Linked DNA regions of Mus musculus: regions 2, 3 and 4 are each linked to region 1. Evidence: chromatin contacts called from public HiChIP or PLAC-seq, Micro-C and capture Hi-C data. All regions are on one chromosome and are shown on one strand. The core of a region is the stretch at or near the end of the contact, and the rest is flanking DNA. Distances in the headings are between cores, read along the strand shown. Region 1 holds the start of Parp2 (poly (ADP-ribose) polymerase family, member 2). Region 2 holds the start of Rnase10 (ribonuclease, RNase A family, 10 (non-active)). Region 3 holds the start of Pnp (purine-nucleoside phosphorylase). Region 4 has its middle 24 kb from the start of Pnp2.

Region 1 (2,700 bases), core at 195-2,694:
TTTGTTTTGTTTTTTTTTTTTTTTGTTTTTTTTTTTTTTGTACAGGGTTTCTCTGTATAGCCCTGGCTGACCTGGAACTCACTTTGTAGACCAGGCTGGTCTCGAACTCAGAAATCCACCTGTCTCTGCCTCCCAAGTGCTGGGATTAAAGGTGTGCGCCACCACTGCCTGGCTCACCCAGCTTTTTTTTTTTTTTTTTTTTTTAATGAGTTTGTATGTGTTTGTGTACGTATCACTTGTGCTTTTTATTTATTTATTTATTTATTTTTTAATTTAATTGCCTGTTTTCTAAAGAAAGCTCAAGAGGACATGGAGTTAGTTGGATGGAGACCTGGAGGAGATGAGGGACGGGAAATGGTAATCAAAGTTTTATTTTTCAGTTTTGGTCATTAATCGATCTGAGGCATCCACACACTAGTCAAGTCACAGCTTCGCGCCTTTGTAAGGAAAGCTGGGCTTGGTATGAGCCCTATTCCACTCCTATCTCAATTGCTTCTCCTTTCTCAGTGTTCTTCGCTGTAGCTCAACTCTGCTCATTTACTTCATGAGGAATTCCCAGCCTGTTTCTCTATTATGATACTATGTGCTTTTCCTAAGTACTTATTACAGTTACAGGTTCATTTTTTTGGTTTTGTAATAAGTCTACATATATATTCTCCCAATAACAAGTTACATGAAGGTATGAACTACGTTTATTTTTGCTAGACAAATAGCTAAAGTATAGCCCCAAAAATCCAACAGTGGGAGGGGGTTCATATCATGTTTCACTAAATGTTGTCAAACTCCCTTCTATATTTTTATGGTTTAATCCATATTTGAACAACTCTCAAGCTTGGTCTTTTTATAGTAGAGGGTTGTGGTCAATACAGTCACAACTGTTCAAAATGAATGAATGACTGACTGAATGCTGAGACACAGAGTAAATATATAAAACCCTTTCGAGTCAATACTCCAAAAGGATCTCGATCAAAAAAGAGGGCGGGGGAGAGTAGTCTGAATTGGGTTATGAGGCCCGGGAGGTGCCTCACCTCAGCCATTGAACTCGCACTGCTGGCCGTGAGTCTGTTCCAAGCTCCGGCGAGGGAGGCATCCGCTCCGGCGAGGGAGGCATCCGCCCCGACTCGGGGCTTCTCCTGCCCAGTCTGCCCAAGCGTAGAGCCCTGCTCTCTGGGAACTCACCTCCCCGCTCGGGGAGAGCCCGGTTAGGGCCGCGGGAGGCCCAAGTCTCAGACCTTCCCAGGGGCCGAAGAGTGACACGCACTCAGCACGTGGCCCCGCTGATGAGCTTCCTCCGCCCACTTTCAGGATGTAGACCGGCCGCCACTATAAGGCTCGAAAGAGGAATAAATTTTTCGTTTAGGGTGATTTCCCACAAAGCACAGCGCGTAATTTGCATGCGCTCTACCCCAGGCTCCTGTGCTAGACAAGAAGCCCGCGCATCCGGGCAAGGGATGATGACGTCGTCCTTCAAGAGCGATGGCGCCGCGGCGGCAGAGATCAGGCTCTGGAAGGCGAGGTGGGAACTCAGTCCGCAGGCTGAATGCTCGGCCCAGTGTCACAGGGAGCCTCTCGCTTTTTCATATTACACTTCAGTCCAAAGAGGCGGGTCACGGATAAGCGCTTACAGTAAAGTGATTAGCTGTAGTCAACCTTTTAAGATACATCCGATTTCAGAAAGTAAAATTCGAATCTTAGAATTGGTGTCTGTAGACCGTATACTGTGTCTGTGGTCTCGGTTTTATATTTCGGGCAACTAAAGTTCAATGAATTTACAGGTTCTAAAGCTCCAAATAGCAACGCTGGCAGCAAGTTGGTCAGTCCAGACCGTTGAACACTTTACTGATGACCATGATGAAGTGGTCTAGTTTGAAGGAAGGTATTAGAGACCAAAGGCTATGAGACCCATGTAATGAACTGTAAAGATCTATGTAAACTTATTTTATCCTATTATTAATATCCCATCAGGATAGCAATTTAGGCAGTATTGCTCAGTGAGTGGTGTGCAAGTTATTAAGAGCATGTTGAATTATTTCTTTAGAAATTATTTAATCTTTATGTATTTTATCTGCATATATATATATATATGCACCATGTATGTGCCTGGAAGTGTTGGACCCCCCGTACTAGAGTTACTGACAGTTGTGGTCTGCCATATGAGAGATGGAACTTAAACCCAGAGCCTCGGGAAGAATCAGGCAGCTCCTTCATCACTGACCCACCTCTCCAGCTACTTTAAGTTCTTTCTTTAAAGGATATTATGAGAGCCTGGTGGGCATGTTGGCTCACACCTTTAATGCTCGCACTTGGGAGGCAGAGGCAGGAGGATCTCTGTGAGGTCCAGGACAGCCAGGGCTATATAGAGACCCTGTCATTTAAAAAGGGGGGTGGGGGGAGGAGGGTTGTCAAGAAGCTGGAGAGTTAGCTCAATGTTAAAAACCACTTGTTAGCCAGGCGTGGTGGCACACGCCTTTAATCCCAGCACTCGGGAGGCAGAGGCAGGCGGACTTCTGAGTTTGAGGCCAGCCTGGTCTACAAAGTGAGCTCCAGGACAGCCAGGGCTATACAGAGAAACCCTGTCTCGAAAAACCAAAAAAAAAAAAAAAAGAAAACAAAACCAAAAAAAAAAAAAAACACTTGTTGCCCTTATAGAGGGTCTGAGTTTGATTCCAAAATCCCACATGGCAAGTCATAACCACCCTC
Region 2 (2,754 bases), core at 76-2,575, 200 kb after region 1:
AAGTCAATAGATTCCAAAAGATTTCTGGTAGTCACAAGATGTTAGTTCCAACACAGATACAGGCAAGAAATGGCAGTTCTGGAAGGCTAGAACTAGTCCAAGATAAAGTAATAAGGTAAGTCTCTCCACAGTACTATACTTCTAACCAGTCAGTCTCTGCAGCCATAGCTTCTTTCTGGAGATTTTGTTCACAAAGACAAGGAGCAATGGGTGGCAGCTGGCAAAGCAGGAACCCATCCCCCGCCCTCCGTATTCTGCTAATCGCTGAACATCTCAAGGCTTCAAGTTTATTATAAAACTGGGGGAATAATTCTAACCTCCTCTGGTAAAGAAGTCCGGAAGGCCACATGAGGTCACTACTGTGCAAGTGAACTAAAATGTAAAACCATCTATCTGAATCCTCAGACCGCAGCAGCTCCTTCATGTGATTTACAAAGAAGGCCTTTTCCTTTACCTGAAGAAGACTTTGTGCCAGTCTTAATGCAGTTAGTTTAGCAGGGAGCAAGGTGAGGTTTTAGTCTCTACTTACACTTTTGTTGACCATTTGAGAATGAACTGTAGCTCAAAAGGCCAAAAACCAAACAAACAAAAGGAAAAACAAAAACAACCTCCCCCCCCCCCCAAAGCCTGTAGACAGCAGAACTCTGAGCTCACCACTTGGGTCTCCTGCATAATGACTACAGAAAGCATGCGTCTCGGGAGATGATCATCGTCATCATCTGGAGATGATCTGTGCCGTGCCTTATCAGTCCCAGATGCTCAGCCTTCAGCTGGAGAAAGGAACATCTATTGGACACGGTGACCTCACTGGTTTAGTTCACCACATGTAGGAGCTGATTGATGAGTTGTTCTGCTTTCATGTTCCTTTTCAAGAGCCAAATAACTACATTTACAAAATCTGGATTTTTTTTTCCCCACTGCAAATAATCAAATGAAGTCATGCTACCCTTGCAAAAATGTGAAAAGCAGTATTGGAAAGGTGCCGCAAACAAAAATAAAAACAAGACGCCAGATACTACCATTCCAGAAGTGATGGGAAAGGGCTGAAGGCAGTATGTGTAGAAAACAAGACAATCAGGCTTGGGACTCAGGCACAAGGTGAGACTGTTCTAAACCACAGGTCAGTGGGCGGAACTCAGAGTAGAACAGTTGATGGAATACAACTGTCTGCAGTTCTTCCAGGTAGAGGATACTTCCTGTCGTTTGCTTAAATTTCTTTACTTCAAAGTGTTTGTGGGAGCAGAAAGACACATTAGCTGAGTGTGTCCATTCTGTGCTGGGAAGGAAAGAAGGGGAGAGGCATGGGTTCAGGAGATCCGGCTGTGTTTAAAAGCCCTCAGCACACAAGGAGATAGCTACTTGTATGGAGAGCAGTTTCTGGGTACAGCTCACAGAGAAGGACGCTCTAGGAGAGCAGAACTGGGGACATAGGAAGAGCCAAGACTATCTAAAGCTGCTTACAAGTGTAGGTAAGCCACGTCAGGGTCGGGTACCTCAGAGAGCAAAGCCGGGGCCTCATGTATTCTAGGCAAGATCTCTAGCAGCTGAGCCACATCCACAGCCCATTCAGTTTCATTCTCTTGAAATTTCTTTCTCTCCTCTTCTTTAAAACAAAAACAAGCTCTGGCAAGTTTTTACTAAAGGAAATCTTTCCTGGTTTATCTCACCAGTCTGCTCTGGCAAGCTTCTAACAACGTCAGAGTCACTTGAGTCAATGACAGCCAGTGTGCACACTCTGCAGTATTTTCCACATGCTGTGCCAATGTAATGTTATTGCCACTGTAATGATGGATGCTAGTTTTTGGCCAAGATAAATTCTATGTGAGATTTCCTCAGCGCTGGGTGACTGTTGAGCAAGAAGGCCAACCGTGCCCTTCCCCGAGTCCTCGGCTTCAGAGTCTGCTCACACACAGCATGCACTTTCCACGTTTCATAACAAGTTTAACAATTTGGAGCCCAGAGCTGTTGACTGCAAAGACTGTAACTTCCTTTCAGCTACATCTTCCTGCCTTAGTTCTGGGATGGCCCCCAACCAAGAGCGGCTGCCAAAATAGCTGGAGCCTGAGAAAGCCGTACTGCATTTCTTCCCTAACCACAAATAGAAATACAAATGACAAGATGTAGCAGAGGCCTGGGCTGACTGCACATTTCTGCAGCTTTACTTTAGGAGTGAGAACGAACCCATTTCTCTTTCAGTTCATTTTTATTCCTTTTTGGGAAAAGGGTAATAATAACAAGCAAAATAAATCTGGGATAAAAATGGACACAATGCTTCCTAGAGCAAGGTTGTCTCTAAGAATTTCTCTGTACTCATTTGGCTTAGCTACTCTCTTTGGTGATTCGAGAATAATTTCTGTTTAAGAATCGGTGGGCGGGGGCTAGAGAGGATGGAGTGGCATCAAGTTTCCTCACTGATTACTCAGACAAGGACCAGCTTACAGTCACTTCTGTTAGCCACTTTCCAATCCTCAAGACCCACACAGGAATGGGGAATGTGAGGAGAAGGGGCAGAAGAAGTGTTCAAGAAAGAGATTCATTTCCTTAGGTAGGTGGAGTAACGGGGAGAATTCAGTGGAGTACTCAAGGTCTATTTTGCTGGCGTTGGCCAACCATGGCAGGGGCCAGAGTTTATCTCTACATCACGCCTTCATTTTCCTCTTCTTCTTCAGGCAAAATGAAGGTGACACTGGTGCATCTGTTGTTCATGATGTTGCTGCTGTTGCTAGGCCTAGGGCTGGGGCTGGGCCTGGGCCT
Region 3 (3,052 bases), core at 91-2,590, 140 kb after region 1:
CATAATAAAAAATAAGTAAATAAAACAAAAAGGTTTTAAAAACAATAAAACAGGGGCCGGTGAGATAGCTCAACAGTTAAGAGCACTGACTGCTCTTCTGGAGTCATGAGTTCAAATCCCAGCAACCACATGGTGGCTCACAACCATCCTTAATGAGAAACAAATAAAAAACCTATGGGCCGGAGAGAGCAGGACCAGAGTGAAAGGGAAGAGGCAGGGAGTGGGGAGGAGGAAACAACAACAAAACAGCTTAGACTGGCCCAGGCCAGCCTCAATGTATACAATCTCCTGCATCATTCTTTCCTTTCTGCTGCTGCTGCTGCTACTACTACTACTACTACTACTACTACTACTACTACTACTACTACTACACTACTACTACTGAGACAGAACCTCATTACCAACAGTCCAGGGTGGCCTGGAACCCAGAGATCCTCTGATTTGGCCCTGAGTACTGGGATTAAAGGTCTATACCACCACACCGAACTTTCCAGCAATTATTTTTACTCTTGTGCTCACTCCACTAAAACTGGTGCACAGTTAATGCTCAATAAATATTTTTTAAGTGAGTGAGAAAAACAGGTTTGGAAAACAGTGGCTTGAGTTGTGGTATAAACTGTCAAGCAGGAGAGAAAATTTCCAGGAGAGAAACAGTTAAAGAATTTCAAGAACGAAGCATAGGTGGTTATGTAGTTTGATTACAGAAAAGAGATGCCAAATACTTTCCACAGTATACTGTTTAATTCTGGGGTGGGGGTGGGGAGCAATGTGTGCTTCTATTATGTGAAATTTCTTCTTGACAAGAGTTCTCTGCCAGACAGTGGTGACACACACCTTTGATCCCAGCACTTGGGAGGCAGAGACAGGCAGATTTCTGAGTTCGAGGCCAGCCTGCTCTACGGAGTGAGTTCCAGGACAACCAGGGCTACACAGAGAAACTCTGTCATGAAAAAAAAAAAAAAAAGAAAAAAAAAAGTTCTCAAAGTTAGCAGAATTGTTTGGACTCCGTACTGTGCGTCCAATCAACTTGCCATCTTGCCATCTTGCCATCCTGTCTATGCCTACCATCTAGAACTCATTTCTATCTGGGTCACGAAGTGTTTCCCCAAATCCTGCAGGCTCCTAGTCAGCACTGTTACCCGCCCAGCAACCGCTTCCCTATTCCCGAAAGCAGCTCAGACACTGTTTCGTTTCATTTTATTTCAAGATTGCGCAATCTATGAAAAAAAATTGAATTTTTTCGCTTTTCAAATTCTTATCCAATAACGCAGCGGAGAATGGAGTTGCAGATAGGCAGTTCCGGGGCTCTCTACCCTGCTTCTCTTTCCGCACAGGCCTCCTTTTCTGGCTGGGAAATCATGACTGTGTGCGGGTTTCATCTGCTGGTTGCCTTAGACTAGGAGTGGGTCTCTTTGAAAAGAACTCTGGAGAGGTTTCCTGCCACACCTCTGGATGAGGGTGTGTCACCATGGAGACAAGGCCGCTGCCATTGGCTGGAGCCTGGGGCTGAGGATATAAAGGCCGGCCCAGCGAATAGTGCACTAACAGTCTTGACCTGACTCAGACAGTGTCGCCGTGGAGCGGAAAGGGCAGGATTTCGGCGTGGCCGTCGGTGACTCCATGGAGAACGAGTAAGTGCCGGGCCCGGGGACTCGGGCGTTCTGCCGAGAGAGACGGGCTGTAGCTGAGAACTGGGAACTTATCAGCCTGGGCCCAGAGAAGGAGCGAGTCTGTTGGGGATGCAGAGAGGCCTGGCACAGAGCCCAGTGGCAGACATAGGGCTCCAGAATGGTGGGGCGGCTGGCGCGACAGGCAGGCGCGGGAACCAGCGGTAGGGGCGCCCCGGAGCAGGAAGAAACAGGTTAGCGCAGTGTAGGCACCATCACAAGGAACATTGTGCCTCCATGGTGTATGTGGATGTATGTGGGGAAGGAGGCGAAAGCCCTGACTACTTAATAACACAAGTTTCCTTTCCAGCGGTCCAAGTAACCCAGTAGATAATTCTGTTGTGCAATTCCGCAGTTCCTTTAGAGGGAAAATTGCTCATTTTCCGCGACTCTCTCTCCTCCAAGCTGGAAGTCGCATTAACAAATGAGGAATGGAGTCTTTTTAAGGCTGGGAAATCTGTATTCACTGACCTGCTTAGATACTTATACACACCTTCCTGCCCACTTTAAAAACAAAAACAAAAAGCAAAAAAGTCAACTCCCTTCCTTTTGGGTCGGGAATTCCTAGATTGACTCACCGCAGAGCTGTAGGGATCACAGTGGCTTTAGGATGATCTCAGGTCCGACGTGTCCTCGGGGACTGTGAGCTATAGCTGGACATGGCCAGGTGGCCAAGCCTCATACTTCCGGCCCTTTAGGACTGCATCCTAAATTCTTGCCTACTTAATTGCTTCTATCTGTCCCTGCCCTACCTAGCTGTTTCATTGTGGATAACCTGTTGTGTTATAGTCCTGTTTTGCTTCCTATAGTATACTCTGTGGCAGTTTGTGACAAGGTCTTGCTATACCTCCAGGCTAGGCTCAAGTTATACTAATGTCTGGGTCTGCCATGTCTTTAAGTCTCTAATACTTAAAGCTCCCTGGCTGGAAGGAAAAAAAAAGGCTTTTTTAGTTGTGTTCAATTTGTGTACACCTCCGTTCTTCCACTCCTAGGAGCAATCTTTGATCTTTGCAGTATGATGTGATAAAATTGGACTTGGGACTGTGAGAAGGTCCAGGCTGACTAGACAGGGTTTGTCTTCCTTCTGTTTTGGAACCCTCAAACTCGCAGAGATCCTCCTGCCTTGCTCCTCCTCCTCCTAATGCTGGGATTTTAAAGATCTGCCTCACCACGACCAGCTCCCAGTTAATACTAGTACTTGGTTATGAGTTATGTACCTTGTTCTTTGCTTTCTGAAGAACAAAATACCTTAGTGTGGGGGGAAGCCAAGATGAAAGGAGGGAGAGGGAGAGGGAGAGGGAGCAGCAGGAGGTGGAAAGATTAACTGTTACACAACAGAGCTTCCTAGCAAGTCTGGTTGTTTGTTCTGTTGTTTTGAAACAGTC
Region 4 (2,865 bases), core at 169-2,668, 170 kb after region 1:
TGTGCTGAACAGATCAGATGGGACACGGAGAACTTGTCAGTCAGAGTTACAAGCCTCTTGTCCGGTGGTGGCGTCCACTGCAGAGGCCAGGCTGTCCTCTTGGCCTTTTAGCCGCTCACAGATCAGCTCTGCAATGGTTCTCTGGGTCCGCTTTTCTAGCTTCTCTAGCTTCTTGGCCACATCTCTCTTGAGATCCCAATCAGGTTTCCGGGGTGCCAAGTTGGCCAGGTCCACTTCCTCAATGACAGGCTCTGGCTTGGCTGCCTCCAGCTGCTCCTTCACCTTCTCCTCCACTGCCACTGGTTTGGCCTGGGGGACCCGCCTCCTCTTCAGGTCTTCATCCTCTGGGACATAGTTCCTGAGCCTGAGTCCCCTGTGCTTCCCAACTTCCTCTCCCTCTTCTCTGAGCTGCTTGGTCTGTGGCTCCCCATCTTCCCTGTCCTTGCGCCCGGTTTTCTCCCGGAGGGCCTTCAGCCGTTCTTTCCGCCTCTTCCTCTAGGCGGCCCACACCGGCAGGAGCAGCCGCCATCTTTTCGGAGGCCCCCCACCTCCCCCACCAATGTGTTTTAAACTTGCTTTGATTTAAGGCTTTCTTTGATCTGTGAAACTATAAAACTTCATGAAACTGTTTCCACATTGGAACATGGAATTTGGGGGTGACATAAATCATTGTGTCCAGGCTACAATGACTTAAAGTAGCTGTGCCATAACTATCTGCTGTTCATTTTAAGATGAGACCTCTGGGTTTTGCCATTCTCTCTGCCTCCTTTCCACCCTGGCTAGGGCCCAGGAGAAATCGGTGATGGTAGGCAGTAGGAACTTAGAGGAGAAGGTTGCCCAGGGCTCACATCCTGAGACTTACGAGCCTCTGCCAGCATTTACTGTGTGGAGGTGCGGGAACAGGTTTCTTTTCTCTACCAATGAAATAATTAAAAGGCAAACCAAGTCTGAAAGTCAACAAGAGACAAAGTTTGTTCATTCACTTTTTTAGAGTCTAAAAGAAAAACATCCCAAGCTGTAGATCTCAGTAGCTGCCCAGAGGAAAAGTGAGAATAAAACAGAAAAAGCCATTTGAGTTAAGCTGGTTTGGAGGTTAGCCACATGGCAGCAGGCAGCTTCATAGACTGAGCAAGGAAAATCAAATGCCTGGGGAAAAGCATATTTGGTAAAAACACAACTCAACAACAACACACCAAAAACCAGTAAAAAGGAAAAGTTGGAACATTCTGAGTTAGGACTAGGCCAAACCTCACCAAGACATGAAAGGAGACCCAGACTCCCTCCCTCCCTTCTAGCTCCTGCAGTTAAACTTCAGTGCTGGGCTGGCTGGCTGGCCTCCAGTCTCAACCAACCCCTTCACTGCTCACTGTCCTCTTGGTTGCCCTGGGTGCCTTGTTTTGGCAGCCTTGCCCTTGTTTTCTAAGCACCTCTCTCAACCCTCCACTCCCAGATGACCTTCCTGAATGTCCTACAAGGAAGGGAGTGCCTTAGACTGTTTACATTTCAACAACCCCCTCACTGCTTTCACCCCCACCCCAAGGTATTGTCCCCAGTTCCATTATGTAGCTCTGGATGGCCTGGAACTCACAGAGGTCCATGTGTCTCTACCCTCCTGAGTGCTGGGATTAAAAGCAAGGGGTGTTAACCCCAAAGATTCAAGGAGAAAAATCACCCACCCAAATCATCATGGGCAAATTAATCAAAACAAGCTTCTCAATTCACGTATACTGGCTGCCTCTCCCTAAGTTGGGGTTTAAGAGGTCAACACTGGACATGGGCAAGATAAGGGTTTTTATAGTTCAGTTATAGGGGATTTCTAAATGGGGGATTTGGCGGGCTAATGGGCAGGGTTACAGGAACAGCATAACAAGTGGTCATAACAATGTGGTCATACGAAGGTGGTCATAACAACCTTTTGAAAGAAAGACATGGTTGGCACTTCCTGGAGCAGGCAGTACAGAACCATTTGTAGTTAAGGTTACAGGTGAGGCATATCCCAGCCCTTGGGAAACAGATTTAATCACAAACAGGAATGAACCTGTTTACTATACGATGGCTTTTAACCCTAAGATGGAGGTAGGCTGGTTCATAACTGTCATCGCACCTGGCCCACATTGATTTTCTGGGAATGTTGGAAGGTGCATTAAGAAAGGAAGGAGATGCTACTGAAGAGTAGATACACTCTACAGAAAAGAACTTGAAGGGGCTGAAGAAGAGCTGGCCATTCTTCCAGAGGACCTAGTCTCATTTCCCAGCATCCACATGGCAGCTCACAGTCTCCAGTCCCAGTATTTTGACCTGTATAGGTAAAACTCCTATGCCTATAAACATTTTTTTTAAATAATAATTTAAAAAGTTATTGAATAACTTTCTGACGTGTTGCCGGGCATGGTGGCGCACGCCTTTAATCCCAGCACTCGGGAGGCAGAGGCAGGCGGATTTCTGAGTTCGAGGCCAGCCTGGTCTACAGAGTGAGTTCCAGGACAGCCAGAGCTATACAGAGAAACCCTGTCTCAAAAAACAAACAAACAAACAAACAAACAAACAAACAAACAAAAAAAAACCTTTCCGATGTGTTGACTCAGGGACTAGAGAATTCCCAATTAGGCTTTATGGAGAAGCTTTTTACCTGTGATGTATAAAATATATCATTTCAGATCAAGTCATCCAAAACATTGGGGTTGGGTTGATACACACAGCGGGATGTCAAGGTCACTGACTTGCTACAATAAGTACATATTCATAGACCTCCATTCCTTTCCACCTGCTTCAGGGTGAGATCCAAGAGCTGCATCTGTAGGAGTGAGGACTGTGGCAGGTTCCAGAGAAACCTGCAAGAGCAACCTTGTAGTTAACCAACTGAGA

The links. Hi-C and Micro-C count contacts between places; a contact is called where the count stands out from the background. HiChIP or PLAC-seq counts read pairs in DNA pulled down with a chosen protein or histone mark. Capture Hi-C pulls out chosen DNA fragments and counts their contacts.
Region 2: a capture Hi-C map of macrophages shows a contact between it and region 1, with 3 times the contacts expected there. The contact joins the promoter of Rnase10 here to the promoter of Parp2 in region 1. A contact is called at or near these places in 13 of 39 promoter capture datasets (the 3T3-L1 cell line, 3T3-L1-derived adipocytes, the C10 cell line and 8 more), 8 of 484 Hi-C or Micro-C datasets (the C2C12 cell line, bone marrow-derived macrophages, cerebral cortex and 5 more), 16 of 115 datasets of contacts at active chromatin or transcription factors (the 230-238 cell line, the SCID.adh cell line, bone marrow-derived macrophages and 7 more) and 4 of 9 other capture datasets (adipose tissue, liver, macrophages and 1 more).
Region 3: a contact with region 1 is called in a Micro-C map of macrophages, with 2.9 times the contacts expected there. The contact joins the promoter of Pnp here to the promoter of Parp2 in region 1. A contact is called at or near these places in 9 of 39 promoter capture datasets (the 3T3-L1 cell line, the HPC-7 cell line, the SN4741 cell line and 5 more), 53 of 484 Hi-C or Micro-C datasets (B cells, the Ba/F3 cell line, the C2C12 cell line and 37 more), 29 of 115 datasets of contacts at active chromatin or transcription factors (the 230-238 cell line, CD4 single positive thymocytes, CD8 T cells and 21 more) and 5 of 9 other capture datasets (adipose tissue, bone marrow-derived macrophages, liver and 2 more).
Region 4: an H3K27ac HiChIP or PLAC-seq map of embryonic stem cells shows a contact between it and region 1, with 5 read pairs. The contact joins the enhancer-like site here to the promoter of Parp2 in region 1. A contact is called at or near these places in 4 of 39 promoter capture datasets (the C10 cell line, cranial neural crest, embryonic stem cells and 1 more), 2 of 484 Hi-C or Micro-C datasets (bone marrow-derived macrophages and pre-B cells), 6 of 115 datasets of contacts at active chromatin or transcription factors (the 230-238 cell line, craniofacial prominence, embryonic stem cells and 1 more) and 3 of 9 other capture datasets (adipose tissue, liver and pancreatic islet).

The regions. Positions count from the first base shown.
Region 1 is chr14:50,806,472-50,809,171 of GRCm38.p6, forward strand. Parp2 (poly (ADP-ribose) polymerase family, member 2) reads left to right here and starts at 1,445. Exons shown (of 16, transcript NM_009632.3): 1 at 1,445-1,516. The coding sequence starts at 1,477. It also overlaps Rpph1.
Region 2 is chr14:51,006,604-51,009,357 of GRCm38.p6, forward strand. It overlaps Rnase10 (ribonuclease, RNase A family, 10 (non-active)), which reads left to right and starts at 1,326. Exons shown (of 2, transcript NM_029145.3): 1 at 1,326-1,469; 2 at 2,670-2,754. The coding sequence starts at 1,364.
Region 3 is chr14:50,942,963-50,946,014 of GRCm38.p6, forward strand. It overlaps Pnp (purine-nucleoside phosphorylase), which reads left to right and starts at 1,341. Exons shown (of 6, transcript NM_013632.4): 1 at 1,341-1,631. The coding sequence starts at 1,621. Gm52117 (a long non-coding RNA gene) reads right to left here and starts at 2,516. Exons shown (of 2, transcript XR_003951131.1): 1 at 2,246-2,516; 2 at 1,186-1,661.
Region 4 is chr14:50,978,408-50,981,272 of GRCm38.p6, forward strand. It overlaps the pseudogene Gm8518. Among named protein-coding and RNA genes, the nearest start is that of Pnp2, 24 kb to the left of the region's middle. Within about 2 kb of position 1,419, at least 15 of the 459 cell types and tissues checked have an H3K27ac peak or open chromatin away from gene starts, as enhancers often do. A contact at or near this core is called in embryonic stem cells, where this site is marked.